Linked DNA regions of Danio rerio: region 1 is linked to region 2. The links are chromatin contacts, called in public Hi-C maps. All regions are on one chromosome and are shown on one strand. Each heading gives the region's core, a stretch centred on a gene start, on an enhancer-like site or on the middle of the called end of the contact. The rest is flanking DNA. Distances are from core to core; before and after follow the strand shown. Region 1 overlaps gatad2ab (GATA zinc finger domain containing 2Ab). Region 2 overlaps mef2b (myocyte enhancer factor 2b).

What was found. Hi-C and Micro-C count contacts between places; a contact is called where the count stands out from the background.
Region 1: a contact with region 2 is called in a Hi-C map of embryo, with 2.8 times the contacts expected there. The contact joins two enhancer-like sites. A contact is called at or near these places in 2 of 18 Hi-C or Micro-C datasets (both in embryo).

Annotation. Positions count from the first base shown.
Region 1 is chr22:18,049,664-18,054,784 of GRCz12tu, reverse strand. The region is part of intron 2 of gatad2ab (GATA zinc finger domain containing 2Ab); the gene reads right to left. Among named protein-coding and RNA genes, the nearest start is that of tssk6, 29 kb to the left of the region's middle. Within about 2 kb of position 1,489, at least 57 of the 62 cell types and tissues checked have an H3K27ac peak or open chromatin away from gene starts, as enhancers often do.
Region 2 is chr22:17,904,143-17,909,897 of GRCz12tu, reverse strand. mef2b (myocyte enhancer factor 2b) reads right to left here. Exons shown (of 9, transcript NM_001278856.1): 7 at 4,837-4,930; 8 at 4,380-4,482; 9 at 800-2,214. The coding sequence ends at 1,875. Among named protein-coding and RNA genes, the nearest start is that of mef2b, 25 kb to the right of the region's middle. Within about 2 kb of position 2,082, at least 30 of the 62 cell types and tissues checked have an H3K27ac peak or open chromatin away from gene starts, as enhancers often do.

The DNA.
Region 1 (5,121 bases), core at 240-2,739, 150 kb before region 2:
TACAATATTGTAATTAGGCATGGGACGATGACCGTTTTCAAGGTATACTGTGCTTTTTTTATTTACATTTTTTTTTTACGACAACAGTATCTCCAGCAGGAAAAAAAAAAATATGTCCAAAAAGATGCCATTTACAGTGAAGGGTAAAAAAAAAAATCTGTGTTTTTTAAACAAACGAAGACAGGAAGTCAATGATTCAGTTGAATTACTTAGCCTGATACGTTTACTGCTCCAAAATAGTTAAAATGTTTTTCTAAATAAAATATATTGTGTTCAAAGGGGGAAAAAGTTTTTGTTTCTTACCCAGACATTTATAAATAATATTCTTTAGACCAGTAATCACAATATCGTAAAACCGTGATATTTTTATCCAAGGTTATCATACCGTCAGAATCTTATACCGGCCCATGCCTAATTGTAACTGTGGTCAAAACAAACCAAAGAGTCTACAGATGTGGAAACACCATAAAACTGTGGAATCAAAACCACACAAAATCAACACACCTTACGCATCTCTAACACCTGATGATGACTAGAATAAATGTGACTCTCCAGAAGCAGGATTAAAACCCCCTGTTCCGAAGGGTTTATTCCCAAATCTCTAAATCCATCTGGACTTTAGACCAAAAAAATTCTCAACATTATGTCCTGCTATGGTTAAAGCGATAGTTCGCCCAAAAATGACAATTCTGTCATCATTTACTCTCCCTTCACTTCCCTTCACCTGTTTGACTGACTTTCTTGTTGGAAAACTGTAATAACCACAGTATTTGTTCTTCCTACTCTGGATGTCAATAATTACAGATTTCTTCTAAAATTAACAGAAGCTTGGAACCACTTAAGTGAGAGTAGATTTTCATATTTGGGTGAACTATCCCTTTAATTTGGATAATATTAACAGCAAAACATTGCAGAGAATGCTGCAGTCATGTTTGTTCACTAATACGGTGTCCAAAATGCTTGTTAATGCTTTGCTAAGGTGTTGTTAAATTGTTTCAAGGTGGTCGCATACTCCGTTTTACAGCATCTGCTCTGTTCTCCAAAACATTCGACTGAAGTTCCTTCAAGCAGCTGATTTTTTTCATCCATTTTATTATCTGCTAAACCTAAAATCGCTTCTCTATGTAGTAATAGCACAAAAAAATCTGCGCAATCACTCATTTTTTAACAAGTAGGCCTTGTCTTTTGACATGAGGAAGGGTCAAGCAAAAGCTCTGAAAGTGTGGCCTGTTTGAGTAAATGGGCAGGAAGGAACAACATCCAGTTTTCTGGGATGGCTCTTGAAAGCAAGCCGACCAATTAAACCCATCAATCAAAACACAAGTTTACCGGAATCACTGGGCATCTAAACACAGCTTCTTCGTGGAAGTTTATCTGATGACGTGCACAACTTCACCAGAATTGACTTTTATATTAGATCACTTCCTGTGTATCAAGCAGCACCGACGAGATCACATGATGCAAGAATTTCCCTGTGGTCACATGACTCACACCCTCCCTTTTTCTTTAACTGTTCCTGCCAGTGGAAACCAGCCGGCTCAAACCAGTTTGTGACATAGGCCTCGTTTTGCAAAGTCAGGCTGGGTTCAGGTGCGACAGAAAACACTTTGGCCTGCTGCAGTTTTTTTTTTGAAGAATCGGGGCAGCGTGCCACCCGAGGGAAGACTGACGTGCTGAGCGAGCACATACTCTAATGTGTGGTCTCTGGGAAGAGTTGAGCACACGACGGTCGTGTTTGTAGAGTGTGACATCTTTCAACTCAACTTTGCGCCCCTCCCCCATCCCGCATGGCATCAGGCCACCTTCTTTGTCCTTTATCATGACTGTGGCTCGACTGTGGTTCATCTCCACTCATGGTTTGTGCTTTTCTACAATCATCATCACATCCACAGACAATGAGAGTTGGTGTAGCAGTTTATGGTGCAATACGCATCACATTCAAACAAGCAACTTTTTATAACCTTTAGTTTTTTTTTATTATATATAAATTTTAAGGACTTGCAACCACCCTAAAGTGCATTGAAATGAACAAGGCCACACAGAATCTGCTGATATTTCTTGCTATTTTTGCAAAGAAAAAAAAAAAATAATAATATAAATAATAATTAAATTAAATATAAATAAATAGAATATAAATAAATAAACTGAATAAATAAATATAAATTAAATATAAAGAAAAATAAACACAAATAAATATAAATCAATTGAATATAAATAAATATAAATAAGTAAATAAATATAAATAAATAAAATAATTTAAAAATAAATACATTGAATGTAAAAAATATAGATAAAAATAATTATAAATCATTTTATATAAATACAAATACAAATAAATAAATAGAATATTAATAAATATAAAATAAAATAAATAGAATATAAATAAATAGAATATAAATAAAATAAATAAATTGAATATAAATAAATATAAACAAACTGAATATAAATAAATATAAAAAACTGAATATAAATAAATATAAACAAATTGAATATAAATAAATATAAACAAATTGAATATAAATAAATATAAACAAATTGAACACACACACACACACACACACACACAAATATAAATGAATAAATATAAATAAAATTAATATAGGTAAATAAAAATAAATTGGACAAATATATATAAATTAAATATTAATATTTATAAATAAATTGAATATAAATAATAAATAAATATAAATAAATTGAATATAAATAATAAATAAATATAAATAAATTGAATATAAATAAATAAACAAATAAATAGAAAAAAATATATATATAAATAAATTAAATATATTAAATACAAATAAATGGAATATTAATAAATAGAAATAAAAATTTAATATAAATAAATAAACATAAATAAATTGAATAAATAAAAAAAGATCTGTGGATTTATGTGGAATGATTTTTTGGAGTACAGTAACTAAAATTTAACACATTTAATTGGAAAAAACAAATAAATGTAACTTTTAAGGTGTGCAATGTGGACCATTTGAACTACATTTTTGTTAAACAAAATAAGTCAAATAATTGATCTACTCAAAGTAACTTTTGAGAAACTTTTGCAAATATTAGTAAAATACATATATACACATATATAAACATATATATATATATATATAAACATATATATATATATATATATATATATATATATATATATATATATATATATATATATATATATATATTCACATTTACATAAAATAAATACTTAATAATGGGCTAAGTAAACTGCTAATTTATGCAGGCACAGATTCTATGAGGGCTTAGCAATGACTCAAACAGGTTTTATTAAAAAAAAGCACTTTTCATTAATTATCAATGCTTTAGTGGAGTCCATGTATAATTATGTTAATATTAATTGTAAAATGCCACAGTTGGTGTAGCTTCTGAACAATGACGTAAATTTGTATACCAGTTAGGGCTGCACAATATATTGTTTCAGCATCGATATCACAATGTGCGCATCTGCAATAGTCACATCGCAAGATATGCAATGTGGAGTCTGAAATATAGTTTACCAGGAGCCAAAGAACAAATGTGATTTGTGGAGTTTGCATGTTTAAAACCTGTAACTGAGAAACTCAAGAGAGTTTAGAACATTTGAACACAAAAAAATTATGATGTTTGGAGGTGTAACAAAGATTTATTTAATTTAATTTAATTATTTATACAGAATTTATATGATTTATGCAACAAAAAAAAGATTCCTATAAAAATCCATATATCTGCATTGTAAAGTGAAAACAAGACTATTTTACTTTTCACTTTGGCAGATAATTTTGCTTGTTTTAAGGAAAAAAAAAACATTAATTTCCTCTGAAGGTGAAAAACAAAACAGTATTTTTACTTGATCTAAGAATTAGTAGATATTTGGACTAGAAACAAAACAAAGCAAAGAAAGAAAAGCATTTTTGCATTGTGATTATTCCATTTTTGTACTTAATTAGAGTAAGACTCATCAGCAGCCGCCAAATAGAGCTATTCAAACCATCTTTTCATATGGCAATATATATAGCCGAAAAATAAAATCACAACATCAGGTTTTTCCAATATCGTGCAGCCCTAATACCAGTGACTTACCAATAATTATACAATAATTATACCAATAATTAAAACATACCAATAATTATACAATTATAACATTTACAATTTTAATTTGGCAAAACCCTTAACTTTCAAATGACAGTGGGTTTAGTGTTAACCGAAATTAATAAATGGCACAAAAGTTGTTTAAACTTATTTAAATCACATGTTAGGCCTCAAGTTAAACCGGCAAGACAAAAAGCAGCACCTTGTTTGCATCTACTTGATACCTTGTTTACACTGCGTTCAGCAGATGCTTTATATTCAGCTCTGCATGAGGAGCAGCCTGAGGTTAGGAGCCCTCAACACCAACACAAAAGCCAAAAACGGCAGCACCGTGAACCAGCTAATTCTCTAGTTCACAGGTCAACACTACTTAACTTCAGATTGTGTGTCAGCAGATAGACTGAATGATTAATTACATTTTGATATTGTGGCAATACTATAAATCGCTATTTTAAAAGCAACACTACACTTTGTTTTAGAAATAGGGTCATCTAGTGGTAAACAGTTGAGTTTTCCTATATTTACATCCATACAGCACATCTCCGGGTCTAATGCGAGCACTTTTAGCTTAGCTTAGCATAAATCATTGAATGGGATTAGACCATTAGCATCTCACTACAAAAATGGTCTAATCTGATGGAATGATTTATGTTAAAAAAAACTTGGCGAATTTTTTTTAAGCCACTATTACACTGTGGTCATTTGATGTACGCGAGTAAATCAGTCTACAGAGTAAACCAAGTTATGGATTTCTGCATTTTCTGATATGCTCTGTGTGTATAACAGTGGTAGTGTAGTGTGATGATGCACGCATCAGAGAGCCGCAATAGAATTGCCTTTGAAAGCAGGTTCATTTTTTACTTTCGCTTTGAACAGATTGAAATAAAAGCACAACCTATTGGCAATGTGTGCTGAGCCCACAGTATCATTCATTTTATGATTTCTGCTAAGTCATTATTTCACAGTATCATTCAGTTTATTTTATCCTTGCACAAATTAATTACATTAATCAATTACTGCTTATTTTTGTGA
Region 2 (5,755 bases), core at 833-3,332:
AAAAGTATTTTATTTCTAAAATAGACTGATGGTTGATGATTTCTGTGAGTTGTTCTGTAAAGGAATATGTCATTCATTTGGTTCTCAGATTTTTTTCTTCATTAAAAACACTTTCCAAATGTACAGACCCTGTCATTGTCCTTGTCCTCAGCCCAATTGAACCTAAAGCTTTAATATTTTGTTATGCTAAAAACTGTTATTTACAGAAAAAACTTCAGAAATTGCGAAGTTTAAGTTGTAATCATTTACATCAATTAATTAAAAACAAAGTTATGAATAAATCCTACAAATAAATACTATTTTACAACTGTCTCCGTGTTTCTGCCAGTCCTGTCACATTAAATTTAACATGAAATGTGTGCAAAACATGTTTAAGGCTATGACTCAGAAGGGACATCTTTTGATGGAGGAGAAGCTGTCAGTGATAAAGGATGCGTTCTGTTATTGATTTGTATGTTTTTTATTCTTGTTTATGCATGATTTTTTGAGGACGACAAGCTTAAATCAGACCCTGTCACAGTTTTTATAAGTGAAAATAAGTTTCTGGTAGAGTGTCCACTTACTTTCTTCTGTTGGACAGAAAACAAGATATTTTGAAGAAAGCTGAAAACCTGAAAATATTGACTTCCATATTCTATATTCCATATTCTATGGAAGTCGATGCTTACAAGTTTCCAGCTTTCGACAAAACACCTTTAAAAATAGCTAAAAAAAAAAACTCAAATACTATATTAATAAAACGTTTGGCAGATGATGCCCTTTATCCCAGCATACCTGAATGAATGTATGACAGACTATTCAAAACATACAAACGCACTTCTTTAATTAGTTATTATAAAACAAAGATTGGGATACAGGGTGTCGTGTCAACAAGCATTTAGATGCCTTATATTTTCAAACGCCGCCATCTTGTGGACACTGTAACACACTTCAACTGACAAAAAACTTGAGGACCGACTAACTCAAGCGTAAGTTAAAACACAAGCATAGAAAATAAAATATTGTATAGGTAATACGAGAAATAATGGCAATACATTTTGCATATAATAAAAACAGCATTGGTTTCAAAGTATAAAAGCAGTCCATCCTGAGTGAAAATCATTTACATGAAAATCATTTATGACCAAGTCATTGACACTCTTTGGGGAAAAAGAAAATCACACGTTAACCAAATGAGCTTTGAATTTTGAATGTGGAAATAGCAGAATTTTAAAAGTAAAACACATAATGTATGTTTCCTAAAACATAAAGAGATACACTTTGGTCAAACTTTATATTAAGTGTCCTAAACTACTATGTACTTGCAACAAAAATAAATACAATGTACTTACTCTGTTAATAATGTATTTGAGAACACTTGTGGTGCTCTTGAGTTGGGATAGGTGTATGGTTATGGACAGGTTTGGTGGTATGCGTAGGTTTAAGGGTGGGTTAAGGTGTAAGGAATAGTCAACAGTGTATTTACAAATGTAATTACAGAATTAAATTACAGATGTAATTACATACAGATATTTAAGCGTAAGTAAACAGTAAACACATGTATTTACACAATAAGTACATTGTAACCAATTATTAATTTCTGTACATTACTACATTGAGGACACTTAATATAAAGCGGGACCTAAACGTTTACTCATCCCGTTCTCATCAACCTCAGGTGGTTCGGTTGAACACAAAAAATACACATATTTTGACATATTCTGGAAACCAGTAGCCAATAATTTCCATTTTATTTTTCTTACTATGGAAGTCAATGGCCTCCAGTCTCCAACATTCTTCTGAATATCTTCTTTTGTGTTCAACAGAAAAAAGAAACCAGTAAATGATGAGTAAATGTTCACTTTTTGTATGAACTACCCCTGTAAAACAGGTGATTATCTTATCCAGCCGTTACTGATATCCTGCTGCTTGGGGTTGGGGCTGCTCTTGGTCTCAGGCGGGTCTCTGTTTGGGCCCTGCTGCTGACCGGAGAAGCTGCTCTTCTGCGCCTCTTCTCTCTGCAGATCTGCATATTCATCTGACGGGGGGCAGCTGCTGGACTTGGGCTCTGCTATTGGTGAGTGCTGCAGCATGTGATGGCTGGGGGGCGTGGGGGAGATCATGTGGACGGGAGAGGTGCGCTCTGATTTAATGCTCAAGTTGAGGGAGGGGTGTGACGGGGAGGAGGGGGAGGAGCTTTGGGATGGGTACGAGCAGCTTCCTCCTGATGCCATCCTGTGGATAGTGATGATATTTTGAGCATAATTACTGTATATTTAAGATCATTAAGATCTGTCCATCCATCCATCCATCCATCCATCCATGCTTCTTTCTTTCTTTCTTTCCTCCTCCTTCCTTCATTTCTTCCGTCCTTCCTTCCTTTCTTTCTTTCTTTCTTTCTTTCTTTCTTTCTTTCTTTCTTTCTTTCTTTCTTTCTTTCTGTCTTTCTTTCTTTCTTTCTTTCTTTTTTTCTTACTGTCTTTCTGTCTTTCTTTCTTTCTTTCTTTTTTTCTTACTGTCTTTCTGTCTTTCTTTCTTTCCTTTCTTTCTTTCTTTCTTTCCATCTTTCTTTCTTTTCTTCCTTCCTCCCTCCTTCCTTCATTCCTTCCTTTTCTACTTCCTTCATTCTTTCTTTCATTCTTTCATTCTTTCTTTCTTTCTTTCTTTCTTTCTTTCTTTCTTTCCTCCTCCTTCCTTCATTTCTTCCTTCCTTCCTTCCTTCCTTCCTTTCTTTCTGTCTTTCTTTCTTTCTTTCTTTCTTTCTTTCTTTCTTTCTTTCTTTCTTTCTTTCTTTCTTTCTTTCTTTCTTTCTTTCTTTCTTTCTTTCTTTCTTTCCTCCTCCTTCCTTCCTTCCTTCCTTCCTTTCTTTCTGTCTTTCTTTCTTTCTTTCTTTCTTTCTTTCTTTCTTTCTTTCTTCCTTTCTTTCTGTCTTTCTTTCTTTCTTTCTTTCTTTCTTTCTTTCCTCCTCCTTCCTTCATTCCTTCCTTCCTTCCTTCCTTCCTTCCTCCTTTCCTTCCTTTCTTTCTGTCTTTCTTAATTTCTTTCTTTTTCTTTCTTTCTTTCTTTCTTTCTTTTCTTCCTTCCTCCCTCCTTCCTGCATTCCTTCCTTTTCTACTTCCTTCATTCTTTCATTCATTCATTCATTCTTTCTTTCTTTCTTTCTCTTTCCTCCTCCTTCCTTTCTTTCTTTCTTTCTTTCTTTCTTTCTTTCTTTCTTTCTTTCTTTCTTTCTCCTTCATTTCTTCCTTCCTTCCTTCCTTCCTTCCTTTCTGTCTTTCTTTCTTTCTTTCTTTCTTTTCTTCCTTCCTCCCTCCCTCCTTCCTTCATTCCTTCCTTTTCTACTTTCTTCATTCTTTCCATCTTTCTTTCTTTCTTTTCTTCCTTCCTTCCTCCTCCCTTCCTTCCTTTTCTACTTCCTTCTTTCCATCTTTCCTTCTTTCTTTCCTTCTTTCTTTCTTTCTTTCTTTCTTTCTTTCTTTCTTTCTTTCTTTCTTTCTTTCTTTCTTTCTTTCTTTCTCCTTCCTTCCTTCCTTCCTTCCTTCCTTCCTTCCTTCCTTTCTTTCTTTCTTTCTTTCTTTCTTTCTTTCTTTCTTTCTTTCTTTCTTTCTTTCTTTCTTTCTTTCTTTCCTTTATCTTCCTTCATTCCTTCCTTACTTCATCACTCCTTCCTTCCTTTCTTTCTCTCTTTCTTTCTTTCTTTCTTTCTTTTTTCTTTCTTTCTTTTTTTCTTTCTATCCTTCCATCCATCCATCCATCCATCCATCCATCCATCCATCCATCCATCCATTCATCCATCCATTCATCCATTCTTATGAATATTTTAATATGATATAATATAAAATTATATAATCTAATTATAATACTTCTATTTTTAATTATACAATTATATTATATAATTATTACATTAGAATATTATTGATCATTAACTCATTTTAATACAACTAAGGACAATTTTTATTTATGTTTACATTAATACATTATCAATATATAGTTAATATATTTGCACCAAATTAGATACAAAATAAATAAATATAACTTTTTAAACTTTGATTTACTCTACTTTTCATAACAACTTAAAGTTTCAAATGAGTTCTTCATTTTTGAATAAGATATAAAGTAAATAAAGTAAAACATGGAAAAGTTACATGTTTGCACATTCACTTATAATTGATGAAGTTAAAAAGAAGTTACTAATCAGATACAAAAGTTTTTAGTTGAACATTTTTAAGTTATGACTGTTTTACAAATAAAAATTTAATTGGGTCAAAAATGACCGGGGAATGTAAAAGAAGCATACATTTTCAAGTCAAAATAATATGTTTTTTCTTATATGCGTTCTTATTATATAATCTATGATTGGTTATTATGTGATAAATGGCAAGCAAAACAGTATGTCTCACCCTGGGCTGATCATGGATTGATGGGCATCCTGATGAGTCAAAGGTTGCCAGGTATTCATAGAACTGCGTTGAAAACCCACAGTGTAACCCGGATGGCTGTATTCTAAGATAGAAACTGACTGTTAATGTTTCTCTTAACCACAAAATCACAATTTATAAATGTACTTTTCTATGGAACACTGCAGTATTTATTACAAATGATTTATTGAACATGTTTTAATGAAATAACCTCCAGTCCATCTTTAACAACTTTTTTGTTAATATTTACTCAAGTAAGTGTGGGACAACCTGTCAATACTTTGATCAACCAATCACCCACCACTGCCCCACCCACCCCTGCCCAACATTTTTTCTTGCTTGGAAAGCCAATTTACTTGGATATATATAAAAATCCCATTTGAGCAGAAGAATTTTTGCAACTTGCTTCATTACAGTATTTTGTTCCTCCAAGTCTCACCTGAGGGGCTGTAGTTCAGGCCGTGTCCCAGTAAGCCTGTTTTCCCCATGGCCATCATGTGTCCGCCAGCATGCATGCTCTGATAGAGAGCTCTCTAGATGAAAAACACAAAATATATTTTCATAATGCATTAGTTTGTTAAACTGATATATGAAGATATTATAAGTGATATTATGTACTTGAATTAATTAATATTATAGTGAAACTGATATGATTATATTAATATGATTATAATCAATTATTTTATGAAATGCTAATACTTTGAAATGTCTTAAAAATATGTCAAAATAAGTCGAAAAGAAAATGAATGAAATGAATGAATGAATGACATTTGATAAATTATTAATATAATATAATATAATATAATATAATATAATATAATATAATATAATATAATATAATATAATATAATATAATATAATATAATATAATATAATAATAGTATTCATAAGCATAAATATGAGTAATTGTGTGCTATATAATGACATGCCATTAATCTTTGAACAATAAATTTACATAAACACAATTATTTACAAAAATATGAACAATATCAATATGATTACATTATATAAAATATATACACAAGCTATATTATTTACCAAATTAATAATATCATAATTTATAAGGGTGATGTGACAAAAATGTAAAAACAATAAATTACATTTATTTTCAAATATTAGAATTTGTACAAAATTATCTGGAAATTATTAGTATAAAATGGGCATCACATAAAAATGTAAATTATTAACAATATACTTGATATGACAAATAAAATCATAAATGTGTATATTATGCTATATTACATCCTTTCATAAATGTATAATAATCAATGCAATTTAAGGTTATATTTTACTAAATTTTATAATTTTAAAAGTAGCATGTATTACATTTTTTTCATAAATATATTCATTTATAAAAT